Regions from separate parts of the Mus musculus genome. Here all the other regions are linked to region 3. The links are chromatin contacts, called in public HiChIP or PLAC-seq maps. All regions are on one chromosome and are shown on one strand. Each heading gives the region's core, a stretch centred on a gene start, on an enhancer-like site or on the middle of the called end of the contact. The rest is flanking DNA. Distances are from core to core; before and after follow the strand shown.

The links. HiChIP or PLAC-seq counts read pairs in DNA pulled down with a chosen protein or histone mark.
Region 1: a contact with region 3 is called in an H3K4me3 HiChIP or PLAC-seq map of microglia, with 4 times the contacts expected there. The contact joins two enhancer-like sites. A contact is called at or near these places in 5 of 484 Hi-C or Micro-C datasets (MC3T3-E1-derived osteoblasts, bone marrow-derived macrophages, cardiomyocytes and 2 more), 8 of 115 datasets of contacts at active chromatin or transcription factors (the HPC-7 cell line, bone marrow-derived macrophages, double positive thymocytes and 3 more) and 3 of 9 other capture datasets (adipose tissue, liver and pancreatic islet).
Region 2: a contact with region 3 is called in an H3K27ac HiChIP or PLAC-seq map of microglia, with 3 times the contacts expected there. The contact joins two enhancer-like sites. A contact is called at or near these places in 4 of 484 Hi-C or Micro-C datasets (the CH12 cell line, cardiomyocytes, nephron progenitors and 1 more), 7 of 115 datasets of contacts at active chromatin or transcription factors (the HPC-7 cell line, double positive thymocytes, embryonic fibroblasts and 3 more) and 3 of 9 other capture datasets (adipose tissue, liver and pancreatic islet).

What each region holds. Positions count from the first base shown.
Region 1 is chr17:65,801,032-65,805,050 of GRCm38.p6, reverse strand. Ppp4r1 (protein phosphatase 4, regulatory subunit 1) reads right to left here. Exons shown (of 20, transcript NM_001114131.1): 3 at 1,756-1,840; 4 at 1,085-1,191. Among named protein-coding and RNA genes, the nearest start is that of Ppp4r1, 20 kb to the right of the region's middle. Within about 2 kb of position 2,545, at least 18 of the 459 cell types and tissues checked have an H3K27ac peak or open chromatin away from gene starts, as enhancers often do. A contact at or near this core is called in microglia, where this site is marked.
Region 2 is chr17:65,823,874-65,827,874 of GRCm38.p6, reverse strand. Ppp4r1 (protein phosphatase 4, regulatory subunit 1) reads right to left here. Exons shown (of 20, transcript NM_001114131.1): 11 at 3,086-3,615. Among named protein-coding and RNA genes, the nearest start is that of Ppp4r1, 43 kb to the right of the region's middle. Within about 2 kb of position 1,399, at least 42 of the 459 cell types and tissues checked have an H3K27ac peak or open chromatin away from gene starts, as enhancers often do. A contact at or near this core is called in the CH12 cell line, the HPC-7 cell line, memory CD8 T cells and 1 more, where this site is marked.
Region 3 is chr17:65,722,790-65,726,555 of GRCm38.p6, reverse strand. The region is part of intron 1 of Rab31 (RAB31, member RAS oncogene family); the gene reads left to right. Among named protein-coding and RNA genes, the nearest start is that of Rab31, 48 kb to the left of the region's middle. Within about 2 kb of position 2,090, at least 152 of the 459 cell types and tissues checked have an H3K27ac peak or open chromatin away from gene starts, as enhancers often do. A contact at or near this core is called in the CH12 cell line, the HPC-7 cell line, memory CD8 T cells and 1 more, where this site is marked.

The sequences.
Region 1 (4,019 bases), core at 1,296-3,795, 78 kb before region 3:
TATTGTACCACAATTAAAAAACAACACATCTTAAAAAAACATTATCATGGGCTGGTGAGATGGCTCAGTGGGTAAGAGCACCCGACTGCTCTTCCGAAGGTCTGGAGTTCAAATCCCAGCAACCACATGGTGGCTCACAACCATCTGTAACAAGATCTGATGCCCTCTTCTGGAGTGTCTGGAGACAGCTACAGTGTACTTACATATAATAAATAAATAAATCTTTAAAAAAAAAAAAAAAAAACATTATCACATTATTATTGTCTAATTTTCAAATTAAGTTCACTCCCTACCTCTTGATAGACTAGCAGGAATTTACTATGCTAAAAACCAAACTGGTTTCAAACTAAAGTAATCCTCTCACTTTGGTCTTTTAAGAGTTAATACTGCCAACATGAGCCACCACACCAGGCTTAAATTTACCTCTTTCTTTAAAAAAAAACGCTCCTGTCTTTGAACAATAAACTAATTTTTATTTTACAGGCATACCAGCATGCCGCTTTAATCCCAGTACTCAGGAAGTAGAGGCAGGAGGATCTTTGTGAGTTCAAGGCCAACTTGGTCTATACAGAGAGTTCCAGAACAGCTAGGGCTACACAGAGAGACCAAAGCAAAACCAAGAGCGATCAATCCATGTTTTTCATGTAAATCAGACAGGAAGTATTATTTTCCCACAAACATTTAAAGCCCTTTCCACTTCTTCCAATTTACTCTAAATAATTTAAAAATGGTTATGTTAACATAAATCACAGAAGTAACCTAATTTCTTACATTTATACTGATGAGAAATTTCCAAAATTAAGTAAATGGACATATGTAAACTGGATTTTTTTTTCACATAGAACTAGTAAGTTAATAATTTCCTTTCAAAAAAGAATTTGGGGGGGGGGGGAGAAAGGATCTCTCTGTGTAGTACGGAATAGCTTTGGAACACAAGCTCTTCCAGAGTGTTGGGGTTAGAGGTGGGGTCACTTGCCAAGGTCTTGGGAAATCTTCTATCTCGTCTCTCCAGTAGCTTAGAAAGACAGGTTCAGTGGCAAAAGCCTTTCTAGAAACAATGTGCTGTCTCTCTGTAGACACATACCGGAGTCATCAGCTAATCGGCTAATTCTTTCCAAGACAGCAATGCAGTCTCTCTCATCATCGCAGACTTCCCTCAGAGTATCCAGCAAACTCCGGGCCACCATTTGTCTACAGGAGAAAGTCAGATAGTGTTCAGTGCCACTAGTACCTGTTATTTAGAATTCAAAATACAGAATCCTTATGTCTCATAAAGACAGTTTTTCTTACTGCAAGTCACATACTAAATCTGTAATTTCTAAAAAGCAAAATTTGGTAATGATTTTACTGATAAGGTTATTACCAATTTTTTTTAAGCTTTATCCAAATAATTAGGAAATTTTAGTGACTCAATTTTCACTTCAATTATCGTCTCATCACAGGAGTGGTAAAGCACATTCGTTACGTTAAAAGTCGTATCTCCTATGATGAGCTCTGTTATCTACAGTCAAAGAAATTCAACAGAGACTTGAGATTCCAGAGGAATGACTGGCAGGAAGCGCATCACACCAGCTGGCAGAAGAATGATACAGTCCCCAATAACCCACGGGATAGTAATCAATTAACCCAGCAACCCACCAGGGTCGTGGAGGACAAATGCAATACAGATCAATCAGGCTGAAGCTGGGGCCTGACTGCACCTGCCACCTCCTCTGGGGTGGGCGACTGTGCCCCTACTGAGGAGGACCCACGTACCTGTTAAATACGTTCTCACTTGCAGCATACTTGTCCAGCCTCCCCAAGGGTGTCAACATTTCATCTTGTGAGACGAAGTCCAGGGCTGAAGGTATAATAATCACATCAGACTCTGAGCTGTAGTCATCCACATCAACTAGCAGAGACATCAGAAATATCCTTATAGTGCGCTGAAACTCCAAGGGCCCTGCCTGCCGAAGCAGTGCCTGCTTCTACAGCAGTACAAATACCATAAAATCACCCCAGCACCACCTCAGGGACAGGCCTCCTTTCTCCACCCAGTCTTACTGGCCTCTAGGAGCACACAGTCAGTGGCTCCAGAGACTAGCGCAAAGGCATTCAGTGACTAGACTTCAGCCCTGCTGCAGTGGCACACAGCTTGCAGGGGGCAGAGGCAGGTGGATCTCTGCATCTCTATGAATTTGAAACCAACCAGGTCTACAGATTAAGTGTGGGACAGCCAGGGCTACACAGAGAAACCCTACTGTCTCAAAAACAAACAAACAAACAAACAAACAACAAAACAAAACCCAAAACAAAAACATCAAAACTTTTTTAAATATTTAGCTCACATAATGGCTCCAGCACTTGGGAGGCAGAGGCAGGCAGAACTCTGAGTTTGAGACCAGCCTGATCTGATCTACATAATGAGTTCTAAGACAGACTGGGCTTACATGGCGAGATCCTGTCTCAAAACAAAACAAAACCAACCAACCAACAAAGAACCTCAAATTTCCATGCTCACAGAGAACACTAACAGCTGGTGAAGAAAACACAGGAAGGGGAACACTGAGTTAGTCAATTCTATAATAAAGACACCAAAGCGGAAGTGTTTGGCTTTATTTACTAGAGAAGAACTACAAACTATAATTAGTATTTATATTCACTAGACAAATATTAAATACTCCTATGTCAACTACTAGGCTTATGTTAAGAAAACAAACCATGAAAAATACTTATGTGAAGAGTTAAGGCTGAGACAAGTCTGTGTTAAAACACTCACTACAGCCGCACATCTGTCCACACTCCAGGCAGATCTGCAGCAGCTGTGGGAGGGGACCGACTACACCATGCTGAGAGCTGAAGGGTAGAGGGAAACTAAACAGTCTGATCAAGAGAGGACTCCTACTAAGTCTCTGTCACACTGGATATTGCAAGTCTACTACTCAGGCCACCTAACGAGAGAATTCTCCAGGGCTTCCCAGGTAAGCACACAGGGTCAGACTATTCAGGTAACTACTTAGACTCTAAAGCAAGATTCCCGTAGTACTGATTACAGACTCACAACAAAGACAGAATCAGTAGACAGGGACACAGAAACGATCCAAGTGTGCCGCATGTGTGAAGTGCAGCTTGGGCTGGACATGCAATACACACCTAAGCACAGCAGTGCACACCTACAGGCACAACACTTGGGTAGGGGACAGGGAGGAAAGGAATATAAATATTCAAAAATCCCTGACTTTCAGGTGAAGGGAAAAAAACAACGAGAAGAAAACCACACTAGGTCAGATCAATGAAATACAAAAGAAATTAATGGGGATCTTCAAAAAATAGCATTAAAAATGAAACAAAAAATAAACATAGCAGACTAGAGTATCATTCAACCAAAGGAAAATGTCAGACATTTTTTTTTTTAGATTTACTTGTTTATTTATTAATTTATATGAGTACACTGTAACTGTCTTCAGACAGACCAGAACTGGGTCCCATTACGGATGGTTGTGAGCCACCATGTTGTTGCTGGGAATTGAACTCAGGACTTCTAGAAGAGCAGTCCGTGCTCTTAACTGCTGAGCCATCTCTCCAGCCCCAGACATTCTAATATAAACATGTGTGATATCTCCAAAGGAAAAAGGGGGAATATAAGAATATTTGAACAGGGCTGGAGAGATGACAGCTCAGTGGTTAAGAGTTCAGGCTGCTCTTCCAGAGGTCCTGAGTTCAATTCCCAGCAACCATATGGTGGCTCACAACCATCTGTAATAGGCAGCGACATTGTACTCATATACATAAAAATAATCAGATCTTTAAAAAAAATTATATTTGAATATATAGTAAACCCTAGAAAAATCCAAATTTAATGAAAACTACTAATCCATAGGCTCAATGAATCCCATTAGCAAAAACCATAAAGAAAATATACTTATCTAAAATATAATGGGACAGCTTACAATAGTCAGAGTCTTTTAGACTAGAGAGGACTCATTTTACATAAAAACAGAATAAGAAGACAGGAAAGCAACAACCTTAAAATCCTGACA
Region 2 (4,001 bases), core at 150-2,649, 100 kb before region 3:
GACATTCTGGTGATTTGCATTGTTCTCAGAATTTCAGCTATAATTTGTAGTTACCATGACAATCATTTTAACTCTCTTTGGGGTCTTTCAAGTTTCTAAAGCAAAAGCAGAAGTGTGCTCCAAGCTGACTGTACAAACTGTCCCAGAGTGCACGCGTGTCTGACAGGCAGGTCCCCTGTCTCCCATGGACTTGCTTTCCATCCATGCATGTCCAGCCTGTCATGTGTCATGTGTCGTGAGCCGCTGGCCATGTGCTGCAGGCCGGCTGTGACTGCAGCTCTGCAGATCCACCACATCACTCTTACAAAGGGGATCTCTCCCATCTCTGTGTCTCACTGTGTAGGATCTTCTGCTGAACTTGTCCTGAGAGCCTACTGTGCTCACAGCTAGCAAAAGGATTCCCCTTCCTTCCCTATTGTAGTCTAGTGAAAGCAGTTAATTCACTATTAAAAATCACAGGAGAAAAAAAGACCGTCGTCAATGATCACAGGCGGTCTGAAACTAAGTCCGCGGTACTGCCTTACAGACAATCGGCTGTGACCTGGTCTGTGTAGAGCTGCTCCCTTAGGGCTGTCGCCACGTTCCCTCTCCTCCCAGGCTTACTGTCAAGACACCATGTTTACAGGACAGCACAGCACTGGTCTCCTGGGTCGGACCTTTGCTTTTAGCCCTGGATCAAGAGTGCACCTTTTAAAACAGTCCAATGCTTTCTGGAGAACTAAAGGCAAGTCCTGCTCTATAACGCACCGCTAGAAAAGAAAAAAGAGCCCCATTGAGCCCTTCTAAAAGTTCAACTCATTTTGTAACACAATGGAGACTAGTTACTTAGCAGAGATTAAACAAAAATGTCCTCAGATTTTAATAAAATCTAAAAGCACTACATGACAAATTTAAATTGTTCTAGGTGTCATAACTGAATTATAAGCATAATTCATATGTAAGCATGTAAATAGTTAAGTTACCATGTAATATTAATAATGAAATTTAACTACAGTATAATTTTAAGTCAAATATACTAGCCATCTCCAAAAACACACATTATGAAACTTAAAAAGTTTATCATTTTACTTATTGAAAAAATGTGCATTCAATATTTCTATTAATATTCACTGAGTGCCCACAATGTGTTAGAGAACTAACAGGTACAAGAGTCCTGGAATAGATCTAAAGACTGGCTGGCCTTTTGCATATAAATTAAGTTTAAGGAAAATAAAATGAGAGTCACTAAAGCTAGATGAAGTTACTAAAACTGAGGTTGATTATTGAGATTGAAACAAGAAGCTAAAGGAAATAACACATCAAACACTTGACGGTAGCTGCTGTGGGCATGGCTCGCTTCCTCTCATCGGGGGCTGAGGATGGGCGAGAAGAAGGGAGAAGGCAGTGCAGGGCTCTGCTGAGGAGCTGCGCCATCGACTCAGAGCTGCTGTGTCACTGAGCTGTCTGTCCTAAGATTCAGAGAGGGTGGGGCCATGCTCGGGCTAGGAAACTGTTCTCCACCTCCGCTGTGTCACTAGCCACTGGGTTACTTCTCACATCTCACAAACTTCATTCAGAAGGGCAGTGGCTTCCACTCGTAGGAACTATACCCCAGTGAATCTTCAAAATTAAGGTCACAACTAGAAAGCATGCTGTGCAGAATAAGCCAGACTCAGAGAGACAATACAATACAGCACGTTCTCTGTCCCCTGTGGATTCAAGATTATACCCATCTGTGCAGAGAGATAGTTTAAATCAAATTCAGTTAAATTAAAATAATATTAGGGACCAAGGATGTAATAAAATTTAATGCTTTTCAGGTATAAAATTACAACAGGAAATCTTAAAAGTCATAGTAAATGAAAACAAGTGCAGAAGGCAGCTAACTGAACACACAGACCACAGTTTTCAAAGTTTAAACAAGGTTTTAGCTGGTTTTATGTCGTGTCACACTGTAATAATCCTAGCTCTCAGGACAATGGGGCAGGAAGACCTGGGGCCAGCCTGGGCTACAGAATGAGATCTTATCTTCCCCACAAACAAAGAAACCAAAAGAAAGGTTTCTGTTGTAAAAGAATTACTTAAGATTTTACTTTATTTTTGCTTAAAAATGGGTATTTCTCAAAATTGAGCAAACTGATAGTTTAGAAATTTTAGTTTTGGGAACAAAAAGGGTAAAAACCATCCAGAATGTGGTATTACATCTGAAGATTTGCAAAAGTTTGCAGCTATAGGATTTAAAAGTTTTTTGTTTTGTTTTTTTCTTAGAGACAAATTCTCATGTAGACCTGTCTGGCCTGGAACTTTCTATATAGGCTAGGCTGGCCTAGAATTCCCAGAGGTCGGTCTGAGTGCTGGGATTAGAGGTGTGCATCATCATGCCTAGTCCTAAGAACATTGAGCACCATCTGACTGCGTCTGCTCCTAACCCTGTTCCTAAGCTCCGCAGGCAGAATAAGGAGAGCCTCGCAACACCCCACTTCCCACTAAGGACTTAATGCATCGTCCACTTGGTAAGAAGACTGCTTTCTTTAGGACTCAACAACCAGTTCAGTTGCCCACAGTGGAGGACATGGGCCATGTATGTGATGTCCCCCACCTCTAAAATACAAATTTGAAAAAGAAATTATTCTTGTAAAAGTCTAAAGCTCACTCTTTAGCCCTCACCTTTCTTACTCTCTTTCTCTCTCTTTCCCTTCCCCCCTCTCTCACGTGACCACGTCCGGTTTCTCTCTCTTTCTACCTTCTCTCTTTCCCCCTGCCTTTCTACAATAAAGCTCTTAAACCATAAACAAACAAAAAACTCTAAAGCTCTTAAAACACCCTACATGTGAAAACCCAGAAATCTATGTCCACCATATAGACTACAGCACTTCTTTAAAAATAAGACCCAGAGCAAAGTGAATATAGCAGAACTCAGAACTTAAAAATTACAAATGTTAAACACTGAATAACTGCAAAAGGTGATTTCTGAGTGAACACATCTATTCAACAACAAACAGCAGAGAGGAGCCATCTTAGACACACAAATCAGACCAGCAATGTTGTCTTAAAGGGCATGTTTAAAATCACCTTTAAATAAATAGTACAATGGACTCTTCCATACCTTTCACATCCGGGTCATCCATGTGTGGCTCAAGGTTTTCTATCATTTCTTCTAGTTCCTTCCGGGTAGCCATGGTGATATTGGGAGGGCCTGGTAGAGGGGCTGCAGGTACATCTCCTGTTCTCTCTGGGCTGAGTCTCTCCTCGGGGTCCTGCTGGAGCTCTTTATCAAGATCTATTTTAGGTAGAGGAGTCCTCCAGAAATGGAAGGAGTTGAACATGTCCTGGTCTAAGGGAGTGGCCTCTGGGGAGCTGGTGCCAGCGTCTGGCCGGGACGCAGACTTGCTGTTGGTGTCAGGCTTTCTACCATTCTCATCATTGCTAGCTGCTTCCTGAGGAGACTCTGAGGACAAAGTACAGAGTAAGGAGCTGTCCACTGGAGCAGGCACGTCACCTGCAGAGTGCCCAGGTGTCTTGGCAGCACAGCCTTCGAGGCTCTCCAGCCTGGCGCTGGAGTGAGGGGCACTGAGGTCTGAAGGAGCGTCCTCTGGCCTGCGATGCTCTTCTTCTACGACATCATTGTCTCTCATCCTTTCATTGTTTCATTTAGGGGAGAGAAAAGAAACATGGAAGTATAGACATAATTACTGGGGAAAGAAGGTCAAGGACAAGTCTGACATAGCATTCAGACTAGCTAAGCACCCACAGGAACTCAACAGCCTTGCTTGTTACACACACAGCTTTTCCATCAGTTGTTCTGCAGAGAGGTGAGACACCTGTCAAACTTGTCTGAACAGTCAAGCATTATTAACAGCTGGAGAAGGCAACACTTAAGAATCCTGGGATGCTGGGGACAGGAGAGGTAACTTAGCAGTTAAGGGCACTGACTGCTCTTCCCAAAGGACCCAGCTTCAAATCCCAACACCCACATAGCAGCTCACAACTGTCTGTAAGTCCAAGATCTGACCTTCTTACAT
Region 3 (3,766 bases), core at 841-3,340:
ATCTTGTCTCCATGAATTCCGGTCTTGATCCAGTTAGCGTGGATCCATCCCAGTCAGGTCCTGGCCTGCAGGGGTGGGGGGTGGGGGTGGGGAAGGAAGGCCCACTAGGCTCTCCAGCCAGCAGGTGAGCAGCTCTTCCCCTTGTGGTCATCGGCAGAACTACAGCTTCTCAAAGCTGAGTTCTGGAAGCCCATAGGCCTGACCTGTCACCAGTCAGATTTCTTAGCCGCATTCTTGATCAAATATCCTATTTTCTGGCCAATTTAAAATTAATATATTTTGTTATATATTTTCTATGAAATGTATAAGAGGTACATACTGGGTCAAGCTGCGAATGTAAGACAAGTGTAGATTTGACAGGCATCCAGCTACATTTGAGCCAGCTTTGCTACTTTAGCTCGCCAGAAATGCTGTCTTTTTCCTGGGTCATCTGTAGAAAGGCAGAGAGTGGAGTCAATAATTGTAACTTTCACTGGGAAGAGTATTTCAGGGGTTGGCCTTCAGGCAGGGTGGGCTGATTTAGGGGGAATGAGGTAGAGCAGAGGTCCCCCCCTCCCTCAGTGTGTCCTCCCCAGGTGAGAGTAACAGTGGACAGGAAGTAGCATTGTTCATCACTGGTGTGTGGCAGGGGTGGAGACACCACCCTGAGAGCCCAGCCAGAGAGTTCAAGGAAGGCGTCTCAGGCCAGAAGAACTGTGGACATTTCTTTTCTTTTTCTCTTTCTGTTTATTTTTTCTTTTTCTTTTCCTTGTTTCTTTCTTTTTCTTTCTTTCTTTTTTTTCTTTTTTTCTTTTTCTTTCTTTTTTTTTTTTTTTTTTTACTTTTTGTTTGATGGTTTTGTTTCTGTGTCCTCGTTTTGAAGCAGGGTTTCTCATTGTAACAGCCCTGGCTGTCCAGGAATTGCATTGTATACCAAACCTTTGTTGTGCCAGCGAACACAGGAGCCAAGCTGAGGCAACTCACAGCAGGGTCTTTATTCTGTTTGAGCTAGCTCGCCCCCCCACCCCCACCCCAAGGTCACGCAAGACAGTTTTGGTGGTGGGGAAGCCTGAAACGTCTATTAGGGCAAGGCAAGCATCTAATTGGAGAGCTACCGTGGCCTTTAACATAATTGGCTGGTGCTGTGAGTCATATCATAAACTTAACTTGTGGGGTCGGGCATGGTGGCGCATGTCTTTAATCCCAGCACTTGGGAGGCAGAGGCAGGTGAATTTCTGAGTTCAAGGCCAGCCTGGTCTACAGAGTGAGTTCCAGGACAGCCAGGGCTACAGAGAGAAACCTTGTCTCCAAAACACCAAAAAACCAAAACCAAAAAAAAAACCAAACCAAAAAAACCCTTAACTTTTGCTCCCCTCTGCATTGGTGGTCTTTAGGCAAGGTGTGGGCTTGTGACCTGGGGTGCAGGTCTGTTGGGGGAATAACCTGGAGACACTGGTCTTGTTGAGGGTATAGCCTGGAAACGCTGGTTTTGTTGGGGATTAGCCTAGAGACTAGAGCTAGGCTAATTTTTTTGTTGTTGTTGTGGAGTAGCAACTTGTTCAAATTTAGGTCAGGTTCTCTAAATGAAGTCTGAACTTGAGAGATTTGGCATCTCACCTTGAACTCACAGAGATCTGCTTGTATCTGTGCCCCCTGCCCCTTCCCCGTGCCTCCCCTCCCCCGTGCTGGAATTAAAGGCCAGCAAACTACGAGCATTTTCTAATTGGCTCATAGTTTTAGGGTACGGAGTTGGACGAGCCCAGGTGTTACCTAAAAACATGTGAGGGAGGAGGGGAGGAAGGGGAGGAGAAGAGAGGGGAGGAGGAGGGGAGGAGGAGGAGGAGGAGGAGGAGGAGGAGGGGAGGAGGAGGAGGAGGAGGAGGAGGAGGAGAAGAAGGAGAGAAAATTAATTAATTAAAAAAAAATTAAAGACTCCATTCACTGCCACCACTGCCTTTGGCCTGCACTTTTCTGGCCCGGGTCCTCACCACCCCCACCAGTGACAGCTCATTTGTCCCTCCTCAGCTGCTTTAAGCCCTTCCTTCAACCATGCCACCCTCAGGGGAATGGAAACTACACAGCTGCTCTGCCCCGCTCTGCCCTGCTCTGCCCTGCCCAGGAAGGCACCGGAAACGCCCTGTGCTGCAAGGGTTCCTCCAGGAAGCAACTGTGTCCTAGAAGTTGCTGGGCGGGCCGAGTGGCAGCCTCACCCTGGCTGGACCCACGCCCCGTTCTTCTACTTTACATCATGGTCCGTGGTTTAAGAGTCCTTTCTCAGGCATCTTCCATCTGTTTCTTCATTCTTCGCTCGCTCTAGCCATAAGCATCTCCGAAACCCTGCTTTCTCTGTACTGACCGTAGGCTGGACCCCACCGGTATCGGTTATCAGCTACCTCCCTGGTTTGCAAACTCCATTAGAGGGAGGTGGTAGGCTACCTTTCCTGGCCTGCAGGGTTCCCAGACACAGTAGGGAGGGTCTGAACACTCAGAGGTGCCCACCCACGTCCAACCCCAGCACGCAGGGCTCTGAAGCAGATGCTCCACCTGGCTCTCCTCCCTCACATGTTTTTAGGTCACACCCAGGATCATCCCTATTCTTTACCCCAAAAGTGCTGCTTGGAGAGAGCTGCCCTTAGTTCTCTTGGCTGGAGAACTATGTACTTCCTTGTACTTCTTTATTCTTTGGACTCTCTGCCGGGCTCTCAGGGTGTTGTGGTGGCTCCGCCCCTGCCATGCACCAGCCATGACAGATGTTACATCCTCTCAATTGACATGCTCACCTGGGGCGCATGCATGGGGGCGTGGCGGAGAGCTCCACCCTAAGTCCATTCCACAGATCAGCTGAGCAGAGCCGGCCTGAAGGCCAGCCCTTGAAATACCCTTCATGGTGAAAGCGCTAAGCTGTTTTACGATTATTAACTCCAGTCCTTGCCTTCTGCAGATGGCTCAAGTGAAACGCCAGCTTTTTTGGTGAGCTAGAGAAGCAAGATGATCATCTGTCAGAGGGCAACTTGGGGGAGTTCTCTTCTATCAAGAGTGTCCTGGGGATTGAACTCAGTTCATCCATCATTCTTCATGTACCCGTTTTCTAAGCCAGTTTCTCAGCCACTTGATTAGAATCTTTCAAAAAAAAATTGTATGGATATTTTGTCCAAATGTATTTTCCGTGCATCATGTTTACGCAATTGCCTGTAGAGACCAGAAGAGGATATTAAGTCCCAGATGTCCAGTGGAACTGGGATCACAGATGTTTGTGGGCTGTTGCGTTGTGGTGCTTGGAACTGAACCTGGGTCTTCTGCAAGAGCAGCAAGCATTCTTAACTACTGAGCCATCTTGTCAGCCTAAAACTTTGTTTTTGTTTTTTTGTTTTTGTTTTTAATCACACCTTTAGGGGTTGGGAATGTAACTCAGTTGGTAGTAGAGTGGGTGAAGTGCATGAAGCTCTCTCTCTGGGTTTGATCCCTAGTGATATGTAAGCCAGGCTTGGTGGTACATCACTGCAGTCCTGGCACTTGAGATGTGGAGGTATGATCAGTTCGAGATTATCCTAATCCATAGGAAGCTTGAGGCTAGCTTGCGCTAGGGATACTCTCATAATAAATAGATAAATAAATAAAGTCACATAGGAGAACCATACACAACTCTTAAGTATCTGGGTCACTCAGCTTTTTGTTTCTATGGAAACCTCCCTGGGACAAAGCAGGAGTGGTTTATTTTGTCTCATAGTTTCAAAGGGTCAGTCCATCGTTGGCCAAAAGCTCTGGGGTTTTTAGCTTGAGCACACAA